2 separate regions of the Salmo salar genome follow, and region 2 is linked to region 1. The links are chromatin contacts, called in public Hi-C maps. All regions are on one chromosome and are shown on one strand. The core of a region is the stretch at or near the end of the contact, and the rest is flanking DNA. Distances in the headings are between cores, read along the strand shown. Region 1 holds the start of adat2 (adenosine deaminase tRNA specific 2). Region 2 holds the start of angel2 (angel homolog 2 (Drosophila)).

Evidence for each region. Hi-C and Micro-C count contacts between places; a contact is called where the count stands out from the background.
Region 2: a contact with region 1 is called in a Hi-C map of gill, with 2.2 times the contacts expected there. The contact joins the promoter of angel2 here to the promoter of adat2 in region 1. A contact is called at or near these places in 2 of 3 Hi-C or Micro-C datasets (blood and gill).

Annotation. Positions count from the first base shown.
Region 1 is chrssa15:40,420,485-40,425,335 of Ssal_v3.1, reverse strand. adat2 (adenosine deaminase tRNA specific 2) reads left to right here and starts at 2,383. Exons shown (of 6, transcript XM_014144503.2): 1 at 2,383-2,624; 2 at 3,100-3,204; 3 at 3,600-3,750. The coding sequence starts at 2,526. It overlaps pex3 (peroxisomal biogenesis factor 3), which reads right to left and starts at 2,382. Exons shown (of 12, transcript XM_014144501.2): 1 at 2,115-2,382; 2 at 1,701-1,832; 3 at 1,446-1,527; 4 at 1,304-1,347; 5 at 1,072-1,193; 6 at 776-842; 7 at 592-646; 8 at 297-447. The coding sequence starts at 2,187.
Region 2 is chrssa15:40,550,698-40,555,548 of Ssal_v3.1, reverse strand. It overlaps angel2 (angel homolog 2 (Drosophila)), which reads left to right and starts at 2,035. Exons shown (of 9, transcript XM_014144512.2): 1 at 2,035-2,222; 2 at 2,465-2,958; 3 at 3,116-3,345; 4 at 3,601-3,670; 5 at 4,067-4,488; 6 at 4,819-4,851. The coding sequence starts at 2,173. galnt14 (UDP-N-acetyl-alpha-D-galactosamine:polypeptide N-acetylgalactosaminyltransferase 14 (GalNAc-T14)) reads left to right here. Exons shown (of 14, transcript XM_014144515.2): 14 at 1-1,231.

The DNA of each region.
Region 1 (4,851 bases), core at 1,134-3,633:
AGGCAATACTTGTTATTAGCTTGTTACCTAGCTAACATTTGCTCTGATCCAACATTAAACCAACTCAGAAGTTCAAACACATTCAAAGTTCCTCCATAGAAGCCACTCTTTTTCCATAGGTATAATTCTGTGGGCCTAATTCAGATAAGGCATGTCATAACAAGATGCCCCCATCCCCTCACCCGCAAAATGTCAGTTGCATCTTGTGCCCTACACTGTTTTTGCTGGTTTAGTTTGCTGGTCTGCTGGTCGGAACAGTACAACAACAAAAAAAAGGCGCAGGTGAGGGCTGTCACCTGTGCAGCCAGAGTGTTCTCCTCGTCAGGCATCATGTACCAGGAGAGAGGTCTGTGTGTGGAGCCCCCGTCTCCCTCCTCCACCTGGGCCCTGATCTGGTTAAGGTGCTGCTCCAGCTCCTGAAGGGACAGACTCTGCTTCAGGGACACCCTGGGGAGACACAGTGGGGGAGACAGACACACAGAGACATGGTCACTGACAGACAGGCAAAAGCATCACATATGACTTAATCCTCCTAATGTGGTTTGAGGTGCTGCTGTGCAATGCGTGCATGTGGCTGGCACTGTGACTCACCCGCCCAATGTGTTCTGCACAGCTTTCTTAACCGCTGTTATCATCTCACTCAACCCTTGGGAGTCAGAGAATTCGCAAAATGTAAGGATGCTTTACAGCCTGTGGAACTCATTTAGGCTAATCAACAGAGGGCTTGTTATACTAAAGGCCTAGCTATTTCAGAAAGCAGAGTAATTGTCATTACCATCCCCAAGGAGATGCTGGATGCTGGAGAGGTACTGTTGTTGCACGTCTGGAGGGGCCAAGGGCATCTGGTGGAACACAACACAAAAATTGCATTTATAGACCCCCCCCACATCTAACATTTAGGGGTGGTTTTATGGACACAGATGAAGCTAATTCCTGAACCCCCCAAAAAAACAACATTTTAAATAGAGATTCTCCATTTAGTTAGCTTTTTAGTCCAGTACTAGGCTAAATGTGTGTGTGGGAATTAAAACTACCCCATAGGGTACAAGAGATTGAAGCTTAAAGGCTTACCATTCCACTCTTGCTGACAGAGTTGTCCAAGTATAGGTAGCCACCAATGATATTGAGCTGGACACGGAGTAAAACAACCAACATACATGTACTGTACACAGCCACAACACTTCGGGTGAAACCTGGGGGAATAGGAAAAAGAGTGATTCCATTACATACCTGTATATCAAGTGATCAAATCACTTGAGTTATTGATTCACAACGTAATTGCTGTTAAGGAATAATAACTTACTGATAATCTTCAGGTCCTCCCATATGTCAAGTTTATTTGCTGGTCTAGAAGAGAAACAACAGATGTCATTAATACCTTAAACTAATAATTTTGCTTAACTATAGCTTAAGCAATTCCCTGACAGAGGTCATGAGACACTTACTTGCTCTTCAGCAGTGTAGTGAGGCTCTCAGAGTTTAGATGATGTAAAATGGCTTCTCTTAATGTAGGAAGCATTGACAACACTAACAAAAATAATAATAAAAAAGCATTAACAGGGTGTCAAACTGCACAAATAGGAATATGAATCAATACAGCAGTAACTCAATCACTTGACATAATGAGTGTTGCAGAAGATTTCTGGGACTGTTAGTAGGCTGAAGATGATGTGCCGATCAGGTAGACAGCAGTACTGTACCTGTCATGTTGCACGTTCTCTGGTTACTCTCGAAGTGGAACTGACGTCGGGCTTGAGCGATGTACTCTGATGCCTCTCGCTCCTGTATCTCTCGGATTTTCTTTTGAGCATATTTACCAAGAAAGTACACACCTGGAACAGGTGGAATAAGGTCATGGTAACTAGAATGAGATTAGCTATTAACTAGATTTACCTAACATGATTATCTTTCAGGACATTTATTTTCTATCCATTTACGTAACTTAGCTTCATATATGCATAATCTTCAAAGTTTACATTAAATATCTCTGATAAAGTCCAGACCCACACAGGTAAACATTATGGCTTGCTTGCCAACTTTTATAGATAATGTTAACGTTAGCAGTTGGCTAACTAGCTTAACGTTATCTTGATAGCGTAGCTAGCTAACGTTACCTCCGACAAAAGCTCCAGCGAAAATAAATTTCCTTTTGTGGCGTTTCAGAAAATTCCACGTGGACGAAAACATTTTCCAGACGATTTATAAAACAGAAGAAACAAAGCACCCAACCGTGTTATTTTCCACAGTCGCACATGACACGAATTTAAAGGCTAGCTACATGTCAAACACGGAGGTGGGAAGCAGCACGCTGAGCAAAGCAACATCGATTGATCGGTGTTTCTGCGATCATCTGCAAAAATAAATGCCTGCGTGGTCCGTCCAATATTATCTTCCCCTTCAACGCGCGCTTATTTGTTCCAGGCAGACCGTGGGGATTTTATAACTCTGTCGCATGAGCTCTCTATAATTGGAGTAGCTAGTTGGTGTAATCTAATTGATCTAGTTTCTCAGACTGTACATTCAACATGGGGACAGAGCATGGGGGGAATGATGTCGTTTCTAGAGAGAACTTTCAGCCATGTGCCGAAGACATACAGATGTGGATGGCTAATGCCTTTGACATGGTTGGTTTGGCATAGGGCAGCGTTTCCCAAAGTAGGTATTCGAGATCCCATGGGGTGCAGGTTCTGGTTATTGCCCTAACGCTACACCGCTAATTCAATTGATTAAAGCTTGATGATTAGTTGACTATTTGAATCAGCTTTGTAGTGTTAGGTCAAAAAACAAAACGTGCACTCCTTGGGGTCCCGAGGGCCAAGTTTGGGAAACCCTGGCATAGGTGCAGGACCTATAGCTACAATGCGCCGTTCATGGTCGGTGTTTAGTTCTTTATGGTTTTCAATAACTTTTAGAGAACGCCCCAAAAAATCTGTTACTTTTCTTTTGCGTTTTCACTATGAAGACGCAAAAGAAAAGGAACGGAACAGCGACCACTAACGGCGCATTTTGGCGAGGCAGGACAGGTCAATCCCACCAGTAAATTACAACACACTATTTTAAATGGTTGGTGTACTAATAATAATCTCCACCTCTTTACAGGCAAAAGAAGCTTTGGAGAATGGTGAGGTGCCTGTTGGATGTCTCATGGTCTACAACAATGAGATTCTTGGAAAGGGGAGAAATGAAGTGAATGAAACAAAAAATGTGAGTAACGTAATCATTTCAGCTGAGCTATCATAGGCAAACACATCTCCTCAATGGTTATTTGCTGTGATTATTGCCTTGCACGTTTCCAAACAAAGGCATTTACCAAAGCCATACCGGTACCCTAATCTAGTGGTTCTCAAGCCTCTCCTATTGGATTCCCAGACGTTTCACAATTTTGTTGAAGCCCTTTACTAGCTCACCTGGTTCACCTAGTCATGGGCTTGAGGATTAGTTGACAAGTTGAATCAGAAGTGTTTGATCTATTCCAGAGCAAGCACATGGAAGGGCTGGGGATCCTAGAGGAGAGGTTTGAGAACCACTGGAATCGTTCTCTTTATCCTATCCTTCCAACACCATGCCTGTTAATGTGTATCTGTCTCTGTGTGTTCCAGGCCACTCGCCATGCTGAGATGGTGGCTCTGGACCAGGTGCTGGAGTGGTGTTGTCATAGAGGCCTGGACCCCAGGACAGTGTGTGAGAGGACTGTGCTTTACGTGACTGTGGAGCCATGCATCATGTGTGCAGGAGCTCTTCGCCTGACCAGTATCTTTATGACCTCATCAACCAGTCTCCACTTGGGTTTACCTAGTTTACTGTAGCTTTTGTGTAGGTTCGTTGTGAGGATTTACCTCAAATGACTCTGTATAGGATGGCCAATCAAAAATTGATATTTTGGCCAATGGGTAAAATAATATGTTGTGTAGATAATCCTCCAAGAAAACCAATGGTCCAAACCTCATGTTTCTTATCATTATCCGTACCAAAATTATTGTAGTTTTCACCCTTGTAAGATGGGGGTGACTAAATCAATGGAGGCCAGAGGAAAAAAAAGTGGTAAAAAATCTGAAAAAACAGCTAGGCTGGATTCTGTGCAAGAATGAAGGTTACTGGCTATCTGACAGGCTGACTTTCCTGTTGAAATCGTCATCTTCTCGAATCCGCAGGACATAGATTAATATAGATGTAAAATGGTTTGAGTTTGAGACATTTTCATATTTTATACACGCTTTTCATATTCATTCGAAATTCCTGTTCTTTTCAGAAGATTTCTCACAAAAACAAGCGTATCTGTGAAATGTCAACGGAACACTGAGCGTATACCAAGCTTTTTATTTTCAGTCTTTCACATTTAATTCAGCTCGTGTCAAGCTAATTTAGCTTTTTGCGACCCGCTGAAACAACTTTGAAGACGACAAATGTAAAATCCTCAAATTGTTACGAGAAACCTGCTCCGCTATGTCTACAGAGCTCGGTGCTTATTATGGGATGTATTAGGTTAATTAGGTTACGAAATCTTACTTTTAGGATATCATGTTAATGATATGTTAGAGAAAGACCCCACTGAACGATTCAGAACATTTACAATCATGTCTTGGTAAAATGTATTTAATAACATAAGGAAGTGAAATTTCATCACCAAAGTGCGTTTTCACCCACTCTTGGAAGAGTGGGTGGACACCCTACTCTGTAGGACGTTTCTGAGAGCGAGTTTGTTTTGCCTGATGCCTCGGGTGGGTGGAGATTTCACTTCAGGCCCAATGGAATTTCTCCCCAATTTCGATCTTGTCTCATCGCTGCAACTCCCCAACGGGCGTGGGAGAGGCGAAGGCCGAGTCATGCGTCCTCCTAACCGCGCTTCTTAAC
Region 2 (4,851 bases), core at 786-3,285, 130 kb before region 1:
GGGAGATGCCCTTCTCATGATCCACCCACAACACAAGCCTTCCTGTAGAGGAGGACTGCCCTACGGGCACTCACGACCTACTGCAGTGCTTACTATAGCCAAGAGCTTTTAGAAAGAGATAGAGATGGACACCAGCGTGAAGGGTATTTTCGGTCATTGAGATTAGTCTTTATAAGATGGCATGGACTTGGACTGACATCAGCACATTCAATTGTTCAACACGACACTCAGCAGCAGTGGTGGAAAAAGTACTCAATTGTCATACTTGAGTAAAAGTAAAGATACATTAATAGAAAATGACTCAAATAAAAGTAAAAGTCACCCAGTAAAATACTACTTGAGTAAAAGTCTAAAAGTATTAGGTTTTAAATGTGCGTAAGTATCAAAAGTAAATGTAATTGCTAAAATATGCTTAAGTATCAAAAGTAAAAGTATAAATCATTGCACATTCCTTATATTAAGCAAACCAGAGGGCACTGTTTAAAATATATATATATTTAAGGATAGCCAGGGTCACACTCGAACACTTAGACATCATTTACAAATGAAGCATTTGTGTTTAGTGAGTCCGTCAGATCAGAGGCAGGAGGGATGTTCTCTTGACAATTTTCCTGTCCTGCTAAGCATTCGAAATGTAACAAGTACTTTTGGCTGTGAGGGAAATAAAAGGACATTATTTTCTTTAGGAATGTAGTGAAGTCAAAGTAAAAGTTGTCAAAAATATAAATAATAAAATAAAGTACAGATACCCCAAAAAGTAGTACTTTAAAGTATTTTTACTTAAGTACTTTACACCACTGCTCAGCAGGGCTGAAGTCATGTATTCTGGGCTAATATACTGTAGATGGAAATACAGGGGACACACTTTTTCATTGCTGTTGTCATTGAAACACATGTGGTCTGTCACTCACAACTATTTTTCTAACTTCTGCTTCAAATGTAGAAATCCTGTCTTCGTAATGGCATTTCAATGGTGATCTAATATGGGATGGTTTGCCGTTATAGTGGAATTTGTGACAGCAAATTGAATGCACATGTCAAATGACAATATTTTTATATCCTAATTTAGGATTTGTGAAAAACATTTAATGATTTGCATTTCTTTTTCATTGAAATGGAGATGATCTTTACACAAAATGTCTATGATCCTGAAAACACACACACACAGACACACATACTGTAATAGCCACTGTTGCGATGTCAAAACTGGAAATAAAAGAAATACAGAACACTTTTGTTATTATTTTTGTGTTCGTCAGTGATACATGTAAACTATGTAAGGTTATTGCTAACATTTTATAATGGAGAAGGTGGAATGGCCCCTTCCCTGATGAATTACAGTTTCAGTATAATTAGTATAAATGTTTTTCAATTATTCAACTACTTAAATATTTTATGATGCTACTGGTACCAGCACAGCACTGGCAGCTCGGTCGGCATTACCAGCATCTTCCAGTGCGGTGCAGCGACACATCAACCCATTGAGGAATAGACCACAATGTTCCGCATATCAATGGATTTACAAAGCCAGACGAACGTCAAGAGGTGTTGACCGCAACACGGCTTAAATTGAAGGATTTCAGAATAAATAGCCTAATAACCTCTCACTCAAAGGAAAATGCCTGGCTAACTTCTACGGGTAAACGATCATTCGCAGGTATGTTATGTCACGCTATCAGATATACCGGCCGGTGTAATGTTAGCAATAGCTAACTGGTGCCCTTGTTATTTGGTTAAGACATTTTCTAAATAAACTAGTCTTTGTCGAGCGCATTTTGCTAATCAATTACGATTATTTTCTCTGAAATCTGTCCAATAATACAATTGTATAGTCTACTGAATTCTTTACAATTTGAAAGTGACATTTGTAGAGTTTTCGATGTCCTCCGTTATGACATTTTTGTCTGCATCGTATTGGAACATAATGGTAGATGTAGTTTCTTCCGGTACATTTTATTACGTTGGATTGGAGATTCATGATGGAAAACACTACATATCCCATGACAATGAACGGAGCGCTTTGTTATTGCGTCATGTTTACATACGTCATAATTTGAGGACACGAAAATGGCCTACTGAAATTCGCTGAAGGACTAGATTCCGGTTTGTTTTTGGCAGAAACACTTGTTCGCTGTGTTGCAGAATACACTGTGATGTTTGCAGATATTATTCATGTCTCGACATCAAAACCTAAATCATGTCTATCCAAACGTTGACCGAAAGTAAGTTGTAACGCTCATTTCAGACAACTAAACAGCTAGCTATTGTGATTATGCTAACTAGCTACCTAGCTTAGCCAGCTAATATGGTTGGTGGTCATAATCACCAACACAGGTAGTTCGTTCGCCTATGCAAATCTTTGTGCTATTGAATGACAGGATTAGTTATTAAAAAGAAAACGCATCCCCCCCAGCTATGCGTTGCTGCTTGCTTGATCTGAGTGCATATAATTTCTCTCCCGCAGTCAACCCATGTTTTCTCGACACCTGACCGCGTTTGGCTCTCACTGGTTGCCCCCAACTCAGGCCCCATTGGGCGGCTGGAGGAACATACAATTCCCCAGTTATCCATGTCGGCCGGGTGTGCCCCCTTCACCTCAACTCTTCCACCCCACCAGGCACCTCTCAGGGGCCTTCCAACCTCAAGATACCCACAACACCAACTGGACAAGACAACAGTCCAAACAACACCTCCCACCAGGGTTCCCTTTTCACGGTTTTCCTCATCGACACTTCCACCTTGGACTGATGGAGTGCTCAGACAAGGAGCCTCCATACAAGCGGAGGAGGAGTTCAGAGGAGAGGGCTCCAGGGGATAGGTCCAAGGGCTCCCCCAAACGAGAGTACGCACCAAGACAGGCTCACAGTGCCACAACCAGCCCCAACTACTGGTTCAAAGACGGGAAACCACCACCACCACCAGCACCTCCTGGGACAAGTCCACCAAGACAGGCATTGGGTAATACTTCGGTTTCAAAAACTGCCGCTTTTCTTGAAAACACCGTTATTCTTTGATCTGGAATGAACCTGAGGTGGATTAGGTTTAGTCCAATATGGGCCCTGTCAAGCAGTGTCAATAACTTTATAACCATATTGTTTTGTTTGTGCCTTTCCAGAGCTGAAGAGACAATGGGAGGACTTTTCACACTGCTATAAGTCCAGACCACAGTCTGGTGGTGGGAGGCAAGAACCACCCTTTGAGTTCTCTGTGATGTCGTATAACATCCTCTCCCAGGACCTACTACATGACAATAACTACCTGTACAAACACTGTAGCTCCTCCATCCTCAACTGGAATCACAGGCTCTCCAACATCCTGAAAGAGCTCAAAGAGCACAACGCAGATGTAAGTGAATGGCTTATGAATCATTACTGATGGTACAAGAAAGTATCTCCCACCATTTACATGATCTATTAGCTTGTGATCGATTCAGATTTACCAACATTGATTATCATCACAAGGAACAGAGAACACAACATAGTGGCCCTGTTTTGACTAGTTTAAGTCCCTATCCCTTAGAGCAAGTCAAAGTAGTGATGACACTGATTGTTTTAATGTTAGATGTGTACTGTGGAATGAAGTCAAACTTTGTCTCTATAGATAATGTGTCTGCAGGAGGTTCAAGAGGACCACTATGAAAAACAGATCAAACCCTCTCTAGAAGCATTAGGTAATGCCCCCTGTTAGTCCCTTGCTGTTTTGTGCTCGGTGTTGCCCTTATTGTTTTGTTTACTAAGCCTATTCTTTTGAGCTGTAGCTCTGCCTATTGAAATTGGAAAGCCTGTCAAAATAATACAAAGGAAACTGCAAGTGATATTGCCTTTGGAGGTTACATATAATATGACCACTAGAGGGAGCCACAGGCATAGATAATTCATATTTTCTCAAACCACTTGGTTTTCCTGAAGAAAATGAAGTAGCACGAGCGCTTCAGCTATTCCAAAACATATTTCCTCTTTCAATAATTAAAAAAACATAGAAAATGTAGAAGACTTCAATCACAGTTTATGAGTAATGTGTCCTATTTTCTTTGATGTAATGATTTATTTCCCATTTCTTTCCCCAGGTTACCAGTGTGAGTACAAGAGAAGGACAGGCAGGAAGCCTGACGGCTGTGCCGTGGTCTATAAGAAGGACCGCTTCTCCCTGCTGTCCAGTCACCCAGTGGAATACTTCCGCCGGGGCATCCCCCTGCTAGACCGGGATAACGTGGGCCTGGTGCTGTTACTGCGCCCCACGGGATCCTCCAGGCCGGAGGACTGCGTTTGTGTGGCCAATACACACCTCCTGTACAACCCCCGGCGCGGGGACATTAAGCTGGCCCAGTTGGCCATGCTGCTGGCAGAGATCAGTACAGTGTCCCGCCTCCCTGACGGCAGCTCCTGTCCCATCGTCCTCTGTGGGGACTTTAACTCTGTGCCCTGGTCTCCCCTGTACAGCTTTGTTAGGGAGAGCAGGCTGGAGTATGACGGTATTCCCATAGGCAAGGTGAGGGCCATCATCTACACACCCAGCCTCTTTCTGTCACTTTCTGCAGTGAGATAATAAGCTCTGTGGCTGAAACTGATTACTGCAGAGGGAACATAATGTTCAGAGAGAGCTGCTATGAAATGTGAGCTGCTATGAAATGTTCCTTGAGCTCTTCTCTGTAAGTCATCATGCTCTAGTATTTCTCATTCATTTTCAACCTGGGTTGAAAGCCCGTTCGGTGTGATTTTTATGCTTACCACCAAATAACCGCATTAGTGTACAGCAAGTTGATTTACTGCGCTAATCAAAACGGTGTGAACCTATCTTGAAACAACAGTGTGTGTGCAGGTGTCAGGGCAGGAGGAGAATCCCAGAGGCCAG